Regions from separate parts of the Mus musculus genome. Here region 2 is linked to region 1. Evidence: chromatin contacts called from public promoter capture Hi-C data. All regions are on one chromosome and are shown on one strand. Each heading gives the region's core, a stretch centred on a gene start, on an enhancer-like site or on the middle of the called end of the contact. The rest is flanking DNA. Distances are from core to core; before and after follow the strand shown. Region 1 overlaps Nars2 (asparaginyl-tRNA synthetase 2 (mitochondrial)(putative)). Region 2 holds the start of Ints4 (integrator complex subunit 4).

The links. Promoter capture Hi-C pulls out the DNA fragments that hold promoters and counts their contacts.
Region 2: a promoter capture Hi-C map of hippocampal neurons shows a contact between it and region 1, with 2.4 times the contacts expected there. The contact joins the promoter of Ints4 here to the enhancer-like site in region 1. A contact is called at or near these places in 6 of 39 promoter capture datasets (the 3T3-L1 cell line, the C10 cell line, the HPC-7 cell line and 2 more), 1 of 115 datasets of contacts at active chromatin or transcription factors (bone marrow-derived macrophages) and 1 of 9 other capture datasets (adipose tissue).

What each region holds. Positions count from the first base shown.
Region 1 is chr7:96,980,463-96,986,333 of GRCm38.p6, forward strand. The region is part of intron 5 of Nars2 (asparaginyl-tRNA synthetase 2 (mitochondrial)(putative)); the gene reads left to right. Among named protein-coding and RNA genes, the nearest start is that of Nars2, 32 kb to the left of the region's middle. Within about 2 kb of position 3,624, at least 83 of the 459 cell types and tissues checked have an H3K27ac peak or open chromatin away from gene starts, as enhancers often do. A contact at or near this core is called in bone marrow-derived macrophages and hippocampal neurons, where this site is marked.
Region 2 is chr7:97,478,779-97,484,649 of GRCm38.p6, forward strand. Ints4 (integrator complex subunit 4) reads left to right here and starts at 2,178. Exons shown (of 23, transcript NM_027256.2): 1 at 2,178-2,372. The coding sequence starts at 2,319.

The DNA of each region.
Region 1 (5,871 bases), core at 2,374-4,873:
GCAGCCGTTACCCACTCCTGTTTGTAACTCCCACTGATTACTTTACATAGATTGGCTTCTCCTGGAATATTTCATTTGTTGTAGTGTTTGAGGTTCATCCATGCTGTGGTGTGTATCAGTACTTCTGTGTTTATATCCAGTCTGTAGTCTAGTGTGCGGGTACCCACATGATGTGTATCCATCCGTCATCTGATGAACAATTGTGTTGTTTTCTACTTTGGGGATAATATGAATACTACTAAGAAAAGGTTAGTGCATTTTTTTTTTGGTCTGGATGGACATTTTCATATCTAATAAAAGCCCCCAGGAAATTCAATTCTCTAAGATCTGATAACTTTCCAACATTTCAAAACCTGTCACAGTATTTTCCAGGGTGGTTGTACAATTATATTGCCACTAGCACTGTTAAGGGGGCTCCATTTTCACTGCGTCTTTACCTATGTGTGTTATTTTCAGTCCCTTTGATTATAGTTCTGGTGTGTGGTGTGGTTTCTTATTGTGGCTTTAATTCCATTGTCTTAATTACTAAGGAGGGAGAGTGTCTTTTCCCACATGTGTTGAATATGTGTATATCTAAGCCCCTTGACCTTTTTGGAATTGTGTTGTTTGTTCTTTTGTTGGAGGAGTTCTTTTACATAGTCTAGAGATATGAGATTGTGCACCGCCATCACTCCCCCATTACTTCTGCCCAGCACTGTGAAGACTGTGTGCTCTCAGGAGCACAGCCTTGGTCATGTCCGCATTACACAGACTGTGCACTTACTAACTTGGGCAGGTTTTCTTTGGTTGTCTCTTCTCCTGACCACAGGCTCATTGCTTTATAATTTTCAACAAAGTCATGAGCCAGAAATTGCATCATAAAATGATTCGATCAAATACAAGCTCCTATGTGGGGATCATTCAAAGCTTGCAAATTTGTTCTGACCTCAGAAGAACTGTTCTCAGCCAACTTTCTCTGTTTCTTCCCAGCACGCTAATAGATCTACAGTTTAGCCTGTCCTCAGTGGATCTACCAGTTTCCCTTTGCCTGTTGCTGCACTATTGATGCAGTCACTGCCCTTCTGAAGAGCACTCTTCCATGTGACCTTTCCCATAGACTGTTGCAAATCATAACCTTTAGTACAGATTTGGACTGATGCTCCATGCCCTGTGTCTCTTGCAGAGACAAGATCTTGGAGCCGGGGTTCTAATGCTCCAGGCAGACACATTGATGACTCTGAAGAACTTCCTTGTTTAGAAACTGAGTGCTGGGGGGGAACAGCAGCTCCAGGTGTCCTGGGTGTGCCTCACCTGGCCTGGAGTTCAGCAACTAGAGCAAGAGCCTTCCACTGGGTGGGTCCTGTGGGGCAAACAGAGGCGTGTGGTTTGGCTGTATCATCTAGGTCAGTGGCTCTCAACCTGTGGGTCTGAACCCCTTTGTGGTTTGCATCTCAAATACCCTGCATATCATATAGCTATACTATGCATTATAACAGTACCAAAATTATAGTTATAACAAAATTATTTTATGGGTGTGGGGTCACCACAATATGAAGAACTATATTAGAGGGTCTCAATGTTGGGAAGGTTGAAAACTACTGGTCCAGGTAGAATTTCTGTCATAGTAAGCTATGAGGAAGGGTAAACAGGACTGACCTCCAATGCAAACGCTATAGGCTTCTTCATCCATACTAATTTTTGGTAGATTGTTCTAACTAGATCTTTCTTTGTTTGCTGTGCGTTCTTGGACTGTTTCTAGTGATCCTAATGGTTGTTTCCTTTTGTCTTTAATAACTTTTACCAGTTTCACTGAGGAATAGGTCGGAAGACCATCTTAAAATAAGGGGAAGGAAAAGGCTATTCACTTTACCCCTATATACTGACCTCAGTTTTTGAATGATGTCATAGTTAGAAGTTATAAGAATTAACTGAATGGCATGCAGGAAAACTTAATCAGAAAGTACCATAGATATGCTGACGACACCATTTTCCTTTCCCAACTGTTGTTGTACTTTCTAAAATAAAAAGATGTAACTTTAATTTTTTCAAACCTTATTTTTAATGATGGTTCTAAAATGCTTTAACCTCCCTTGTAGCACACCAGGCTACAAGGCACTTACCAGAGATAGTGGGAAAGAAAGGATAGGGGGAAGTGGACTTCCTTAGAAAGATTCTTTGGAGCAACTCTGTGTTGTCTGGAAATTGGCAGTTCAGTTCACAGGTCAGCAGCAGCTCGATCCACTCGTAAACACTTCATGGATACACCAGCAGTCCAGTTCAGTAGAGTTGGGATAGCAAACACGAATCAGCAGTGGTGGCACGACCTTGCAGAGACAGCCAGGCTTCAGCCTCCACACGAATCAGCACCCGAGGGACCCGAGAAGTTCTCCCCTGTGCCTCTCTCAGGGAAGCGAAGATCAGCAAAGATCAAGACCTGCAAGTGTTGCGCAGCCTCGGTCACTGTCCATTGAGTCCTATTTATACTCTCTCCAAACATCACATGTCTTCCATATTACTACCCAAATAATACTGTTTTCAATGTACTATATCTACTTCATTTATCAGTAGTTCACACTGCTCTTAATGAGAATCTGCCTTATTCCTTTAAGGGTGCTTACTATTCCAGGGCACTACCACATGTGCCTTGGCATATTGGAATTATTCTTTACTGTGGAATTTTAATTATTTACACTCCTTCACTGTCACTTGTGAAGTTTCATTGAATATTACTATGTCTAATTTTGCACACATGAAAATAGTTATGGCACTGTATTAATTACCTTTATGCTGCTGTTATAAAATGCCCTTATAAAAAGCAGTAAAGAAGAGAGGGTTTGGTTTAGCTTAAATTCCCAGAGGAATGGAGTCCATCATAAGAGGTGAAGCATGGCATGGTGGTCAGGAGCTGGGTGCTCATGTTTTTATCCACACACAGGAGGCAGAAGTGGGCATGAGATGGGGTGAAGCTGTGAACCCTCAAAGCCCACCCTAGTGATGTAACTCCTCCAACAAGACTATACCTCCTAAAGGTTCCATAACCTCCCCAAATAGCACTGCAGACTGGGGACAGAGTGTCTAAATAAGCTGTGGGGGACTATTCTCATTTAAATCACTGCACACTGCTACAGTAATGGCATGTGGGAAACACGTGTATTTTATGTTTTGATTGATAGTTCACCATTATTTACTTCTACTAGTGATAATTATGGGGGAGTTGTTTTGGGTTTAGATTTTAACAAATCAGTATGGAACCAAGTTTGAATTTTTAAAAATTTAATATTTTAAAAATTAAAAAGTTTATGTTTTAGTCTAAGTTTTGAGAACTTTGAAAGAGCTAATTTTAATAGAAGACAGAAATGTCAGATAAAGAGAAGTGTGTTAGGCTACGGCACTGGTCAGTGTCTGAAACCCGGTATGAAGTGCCACAGCTCAGCCTGCTTGTTATTTGTTAACATTGTTTTCCTCCTTTAAAGAAAGACTTTATTTTTATTCAACCCCGCATCCCCAAGCCTCACCAGCTGATCTGAAGAGTAGCAGGCCCTTTTGTCTTTTATTTGTCTTGTTCTTTCTCAGCCGCTCAGCAGGAAAGCAGACAGTTTACAGTCTGAGCTCATAACTTCCTTTCCTGTGCAGCAACAGTTGCCAGGATGAAACCTCTCTCAGCTGAGCATGGGTGTTCTTGTTGGTGGGTGTTCTGGAATGCAGATGGCCCTAATCCTAAGGCAGAAAGTTCAGTGTATACCAAGATACACATTTGTAGCAACTGAAACACAGAAGGAGGCTGGACTTACTGGAGTGGCTAGGCAGGGGGAGTCTTGTTAACAACGTGCTTGGCAAAGTGAAGCGCAGTTCTCTGCCACTCCTGTTCCCCTTGGTCTTCATTTCATTCTACGATGCCCTCTAAGGACTTGTCAGGACAAATTCCTGTAGCACTTCCCGAAGCCTATTTAAGCACAGATGGATAGGAATCTTTTATTTCCCTATTACCAAACTGTAAATCCTTGGAGACTGCATAGCAAGGTTTGTCCTTAAATGCTCAAAATTCTATACTTTGGTGCTAGGGAGATGGCTCACTTGGTAAATTGATTGCTGCCCAAATGTAAGGACCCCAGTTCAGATCCTCAGCACCCATGTAAAAAATTGATACTTGTAACCCCGGTGATGGAGGCAAGGGATCCTGACGGCTCCCTGGACATCCAGCCTAGTCAAAACAGTGAGCTCCAGGGTCAGAGAGACACCCTAGCTCGGAAAATAAGGTGTGGAGGTGATTGAGGCATGCACACACGGACACAAGTTCACCACACAGGTGGAGGTGAGGGAAAATTCTATACTTTGGAATGGTTTTTTTTTTTTTGTTGTTTGTTTGTTTTTATTTGTTTGTTTTTATTTTTTCGAGACAGGGTTTCTCTGTATAGCCCTGGAGCTCACTTTGTAGACCAGGCTGGCCTCAAACTCAGAAATCTACCTGCCTCTGCCTCCCGAGTGCTGGGATTAAAGGCGTGCACCACCACTCCCGGCTCTTTGGAATGATTTTTATAGACTCATTCTGGGCCTGGCAGTGGTGGTGCACACCTTTAATCCTAGTACTTTAATCACACGGATTAATTCTTTAATCTTGCAGAGGCAGACAGATCTTTGAGTTTGTGGCAAGCCTGGTCTGTGAGTTCCAGGACAGCCGGGACTGGCCGGGACTACACAGAGAAACCACATCTAAAAGAAAACAAAACAAAAAATCATTCTGAATACCATTGCCCTCATCATAGCATTATGGAAAAGCAAGCACTATAGGAACAAGCTGGAGTGTAAGTACTAGTAATTGGACTGCTGTCTGAGAACCTGGACTCTAGTACTGATCTTACCCTAAACAGGTTATGCATGGCATTTGACCTAACACTTAATATTTCCATTTTAAGCAGTGGTGTCTAAGTTGTTATAGCTCAGGTCCTTTTGAATCTTTATTATATCTGTATCATGAAACATTATAATAAAGCATTCCAAAGTATAGAATTTTCCCTCACCTCCACCTGTGTGGTGAACTTATGTCCGTGTGTGCATGCCTCAATCACCTCCACACCTTATTTTCCGAGCTAGGGTGTCTCTCTGACCCTGGAGCTCACTGTTTTAACTAGACTGGATGTCCAGGGAGCCCTCAGGATCCCCTGCCTCCATCATCGGGGTTACAGGTATCAATTTAGCCTTCTTGGAATCTCTCAATTGAGATTAACACCCCCCCCCCCCCCAAACCCCCCGGGCATGGAGCGTGAGTGAAGATGGGTACTATTCGACATTTCCTTCATGATCTTGAAGAGAAGTTGCAGATTGGAATAAACAGGCAACAGCACGTAGTTTTGTCTGTAGACCTTTCAGGCTTGTGTGGCATGCTGCTGCTCTACCCATTATATTCTCAACTTTTCCATTCTGGGATTATGAGGAAACAGAAGTGAGGGCGAGGGGACAGAGTAGAGGACAGGAAAAGCAAAGGGGCTGAGTAGCCAGCCTGTGAGCGTTCGCTCAGCTGCCGTGGAGGTTAAGTAAACTTTCCGTCACAGACTGCGTTCTTTTCCAGGGTTAGCTCGCTGCTGCTGGCTTCTCCTCCCTGCACTTCACAGGGAGACAGCTGACTTGTGTGGGTTTTTCTACAGCAGTCCCTCGAGACTGAAACTACTCAGCTATATTTGTTCTGCTGTGAGAACAGATAACTGGGAGGCAATTCAAAACATTTGTTTAATATTTTCTTGGAAATCCTTAAAGAAGCAAAGGGTTTTACACCTTGATTTAAAAAATAAAAATAAAAAGGTCACTGGTTCTACGCATCCTAAAATGTTTGGTGATTCTTAGTTTCCTGTTTCTTTCAATGCTTTTTTTTTTAGCTTCTAATAGCAGAATAACCTA
Region 2 (5,871 bases), core at 928-3,427, 500 kb after region 1:
TGCCTCCTTACACTTACAACAGGGGAACAAAAAAGGTGTAGGTCCCTAAAATACCATCAGGATTAAATAGATGGTTCCAGTGTCCAGAAGGACGGATATGACTTATATTATTATGGCTAGCACAGGCTTGCCTTACACTTGCTATAAAGCTTAGGCTAGACCATAGGAGAGCTTTCTATTTCAGTCTCTCTGGGATTGGGAGTACAGGTACAAACCCACCAGCCAGTGGTTTTACAGTGTCTACCAACTTGGATTAGATAGAACATTCAAATATTGGAATGATAAAAACAGCTAATATTTACTCAATGTACCGTTTGCTAATTATTTTCTTTGACACGTTGTGTGCTCTGTTTCCTTCTCTTTCTCAGGAAAATGTACTTTTTAAAAGTTAGATGAAAAATCCTCCTGCGGAAAGTTGGTCCTTTTGAACCACATTCCTTTATCCAGCACTTTGGTTGCTCTGTAACAAGCCATTTAGGTATCTGTCTTTGCAAGCCCCTTGAGGTGCATGAAGAGTCAGGCCTGCCCCCACCCCCAGGGACCTTCAACCACCAGGCTCCACCCACAGAACACCCAACAGCCAGCCCCAACTCTAGAGTTAAAATAATTTTTTTTAAATAAAAAAAGCTCGAGTTTTGAAGTCCCCCCAATCCTCACCCTGGAAAGCTCCCCACACACCACCCCAGGAATCCTATATAAACCCTGTTTCTCCTCAGTCCTCTGCTGTTTTTTTTTTTTCAAGCATTGGCAGTCAGCCTTCTGGGATTTTCCCTGCCAACAAATCTCGTGTGAGGTTTGTTGTGCAATGTGACTTTGTGGTATTCCTTGACTCCTAACTGCCAGGACACCTTTCCATCTGAGCTGTAACACAGTCTTCCTACGTATAGTATAGGATAAAGATAATCTATGTGTTTTTGGGTCCTCTGTACCTACCAACTTCCTGTTCCCTCCTCTAAATGTCCCATGTTTTGGTTAAAAAAGTAAAGAACAGGTGAGTTGTAAAACTCAAGAGCACCACATATCTCAGATGCAGGGTGTTCTTGTTTCTGTATTGTTTCATTACACTGTAAGCATGTTTTTGTTAGGTAGGGATTATCAGTATGCTTGTCGTGGAGGTCACTTGTTCAAGTACCAGAGTCTTAAAGGAGTGTTGTGTTAGAATCTGACTCCCCTATTTCTGCCTTCACTATTCACTTTAATATGGGTTAAATAATAACAGCAATTCCATTCTTATTCCTTCCTTCATTATTGATCTTAACAAGGGTTAAATAATAACAGGAACTCTATTCTACTCATTGTTCATGTTCTAGACTTATTTCCAGGGTCTTGATATTTGTACTTGCATTTTTTAGGCAAAATGAGATTTATCTTTCTATTATGTAGACTGTTTTCCAAAGAAAGACTACAAAGACCTTCTGAGAAGCAGACTTAACTTGAAAAACAAGGTTTTCTGAAACCTACCAACTACAATGAAGTTAAAAACCTGTAATTGAGTTTATGCTAAATGCTAATCATAATAAAGTTCCCTTTTTATTAAGCTTTGCTTGCTTGCCAAAGTCATAAAGAACCTTTGTAAGACTTTGAGGACACCTCATCCTTCTACTGTGGGTGTGTGTGTGTGGGTGTGTCTGTAATGGTAACATTTTTGCCTTTCTATATCTCAGTGTTGGCTCCTGGTTTTTGACACCACAACACGTGGCTTCATCCTCAGTCTCAAGATTCTTTTTCACTGTTTCCCAGCTGTCAGAGGAAGCATTAGTCTCTTCACCAGAGATTCGTGGAACACACTGACAGTCCTGATAGAGACTTGGCTCCGGGTGGACCACCAGCATTCTTAAATCTTCAGACTTGCAGAGTAGTACCATTCAGAAAAATGATCTTAAACCTTTCATTGATTCAACAGGAAGATTCTTGGCTTTCTTTTCTTTATCTTTCCGTTTTTCTTCTTCTTCTTTCTTATTGATGGATAACTTCTAAATTACTGTAACAAAGTAAAACGAACTTCGGGGAGGAGCTGGAACTATGGCAACACTCACCCTAAGATTCTAGCAGGGCACCTCCAGGATACAGCTCCGGGTTTTGCCTCCAGCTCCCACCAGCCCCGCCTTTTACTCCACCCATCTTCCAGGATGCACTCTAATTTCCGTCTCCCAGCAGTAGCGGCAGCCAATCGACTCACTGGGCAGTGGAGCTTCAGGAAGAGGCCTCTCTATCCAGCAACCCCACTGCTTTGTGGGATTGCAGCGAAATCGGTGCTGTAGAAAGGTTTCTCTCCACGTTCTCAGCAAGTACAGAAGCCGAGAAGGTCCGGTGCAGCCATGGCGGCGCACCTGAAAAAGCGGGTGTATGAGGAGTTCACTAAAGTGGTTCAGGTAAGCGCTGGCAGAAAAAGCCATGGACCAGTCTGCGCGGGAGGGTTGTCCGCACCCAGGCTGTTCTCCAGATCAGCGCCTAAGCTTGTGTGTAGCCGGCTTAGGTTTAGGTTCCTAGGCTGCGCGTCAGGCAGGGGGCGTGTTAGGTCGAGGCCGCTGTTCTCATGTGTACTCTGACTTTGGGGTTTGTTGTTGTTGTTGTATTTAAAGTTCTGGGACTAGAATTCGGGGTCTTAAGCATGCTAACTTATCACTCTATCCCAAAGTCACACTCCCAGCTCACTTGATAAAGACAAAACAAAATCATTGGGACAACGTGCTGTATAGTTTTAAAAACTGTCAGGTATCTTATTTTAATGTCTCACAGCTCGGTTGTGCCAGATCGGTTATATTTGCATTCTCCTGTCCTCAGTTGGTGGCAGAACTCCTCTTAACTCGTGTACCTCTAACTTTCAGAGACAAGTTGAGCTGTATGCAAAACCCCAAGCTGACTAAAGGTCTGTAGAATTCAAGGCTCAGACCAAGCAGGCAAGAGTCACAGGACGGCAAACCTATCATCCTCTCTCTTTTAAACATAGGTGGACCAAGAGAGCCCCTGTCAGAACTGTCAGTGTGCTCCACAGTGTCTCTGTAGAAGCGATGTATTCTGCTTCTTAAATTTCCATATGTACACAGATACATACAAAATATACGCGTCTTGAGGAATACTTAAATTTTTTATCTTTTTTGTAGTAGGGGAGATTGAGTGTAGGGCCTTATGCATGCTGAGGCATGTGGTCTACCACCGAGCTGTTACAGATCTCGCTCTTTTAGGGAGTTTGTTATGATGCAGATTATGTTCAATAGGTTGGTGGTGTGAGGCAAGATCTGCATTTTGACCAGGCCCGGGGGTTTATGCCAGTGGATCCCCAGCAGTCTTAGATATTTAGGCAGAGTGGTCTCATTAAGGAAAAAAAAAAATTTTTTTTTTCTTTGAGACAGGGTCTCACTATGTAGAGCAGGCTGATCATGAACAGGAAGGAATCAGCCTGCCTTTTCTTCCCAAGTGCAGGGATTAAAGGCTTGCATCACCATGCCTGATGGAAAATGACTCTTAAACCTTCCATTCATTCATTAATTCAACAGGAAAAAATTAAAGTATTTTCAAATACTTGAGTGATTTCTGTGTACCATGTGTGGTAGGAAGTCGTTGTCTATCAGAACCCCTGCTTTTGGGGAGTACATAGTCTAACTGGAGAGCCAGGGCAGTGTCTCTGTTATCGTCACAGAGAGAACTACACTGGCGAGTCGGTATTCTTCCATTCTCCTTAGCATTTTCTCCTTTTCCTAAAGCCCAGCTCTAACTTTCAGTGATCTCATACTGCCGTCTTCTCATGTTTGTTTATCGGCTATTGGTAAATTGGCTTTCTCTTTATTCGTCTTTCTTACAAAAGCTTACATTTTTTGTTCTTTATATTATATGCATGAGTGTTCTGTCTGCATGAATGTCAGTGTATCACGTGTGCAGTGCCAGAAGAGGGCATCAGATCCCCTAGAACGGAAATTACAGCCAGTTGTGAGTTACCAGGTGGGTGCTAGGAGTTGAACCTGGGGCCTGTGCAAGAGCAAGAATTCACTCTTAGCCCCTGAGTCATCTCTGCAGGTCCAGCTCTTTTTTTTTTTTTCTTTTTTAAAACCAAAACAAAAACCAAGGTCTCAGCTGGGGTGGCCCACCTCAGAGGGGTGGGGATGGGGGATTGGCACATGCCTTTAATCCCATCATTAGGGGGCAGAGGAAGGTGGATTTCTGTGAGTTTGAGGCACGCTCCAGAGCAGCAAGGACTACACAGAGAAACCTTGTCTTGGGGAAAAACAAAACAAAACAAAACAAATAAGACAAGGTCTCATACAGTCCAGGTGCAGTGTCGCTAAGGTTGAATTTTAAACCTCCTGCCTCCACTTCCTGGTTTATGCTGGGGATTGAACCTAGGGACTTGAGCATGTTAGGCAAGTACTCTACAAACCGAGCTACGTTCCCAGCGGCCCTCGTGTATAACTGAGCATTGGCTTTAATTAATATCTTACGGTTCCTTTTTTAATGTAGTAAGTTCTGGACTTTTTGAATGAGTCAAGGGTCAGGAAGCTTTCCTTACTGGCTTTTCAGTGCTCCCGCATCTCTGCTTTCCTTTCTGGGTTTCCTGGCTCTTCATTCCACCCCTTCCTCTCTCTTCCTTCCCTTCCCTCTCCACTTTTCTTCACTAAAGATATATTTTTATGTGTGTGTGTGTGTGTGTGTGTGAGTGTATTTCATGTGTTGGAATGCCTATGAAGGCCAGAAGAAGATGTGAGCTCACTGGAGCTGAAATTGAGCGTATTTGTGAGCCACCTGACCTGAGTGCTGGTGACTGAATGTGGGCCTCTGAGAGCAACAAGGGCTTCACTGCTAAGCCAGCTCCCCCCCTCTCCCCCCTTTCCTGTTGTAGATAGAATAAGCTTGGCGGCTTTACATGATTTGTTTTGCTTTTTTTTTTTTTTAAGGTAGAGGCAAGGCATTCAGAGCATTCATGTTTTTACACAGTGTTGCTTCTTTCCTCCCTCCATTCCTTCTCTAGCATGCCATGTTTCATACATCTCTGAACTTCTAGAGTTGCCTATTTTATACAAAACACTTTAGCTTTAAGACCTGATTGAAAGTTCAGCAGGTTAGTTCCTCCTGCTGCTTCCATCCACTGTGTGAGCTCAACTACTTGATTCCATCACCCAGTGCTGCTGTCCCTGACGGACAGCGTCTGTATGTATGTCCCTGCCAGTGTGTGTTCCTCGGTGGCAGCAATAACAGGGCCCGGCTCCATAAGACGCTATTGACAATGGCAGAGATTGCTCCCTTCTTCACGTATCCCCTCTAGGGAAAAACCATTCCTCTCTCTTGCACCAGCTGCAGTCCAAGTAAATCTATTTTAGAGCCTCCCGAGTGCTGGGGTTACAGGTGTGTACCCTCAGTTGTTGGAAAAACTAACTTTTTAATTTTGTATTTTAAATTGTGTATGTAGAGTTATCATAGAGTGATAAAATGAGATCTTAGTACTCCTGGTGTTTTTTCTTTGTTATACAGATGAGGAAGGGGCGGGAACTGATGTGTGTTTAGTGCTTATCACAGTACAGTAAATACAGGATGCTTTAGGTTTCTCACCTATTCCCCCCCCCCAATGGTCTTGGAATGCCATTTATAGATGAGAAGGCTTCACCTTGCTAGCAGTGTACAATTCTTTTGACTTCAAAGCTGCTTTTTTCATGTTATGTAGTGTTCCTGACTATAATCATCCTGATAGAGAAAATTGGAGGGAAATGATTGTTACCTACACTAAAATACTATATTAAAGAGTAAAAAAAAATATTGAGTATGACATTTATCTTATAGTTTGTTTTCTATGTCTGCCCGTTGTGCCAGGACGTAAGGAACCTATAGTGATAGGTTCCCTTCTATACAAATTTAAATATTTTTGAAACATTTATGTATTGT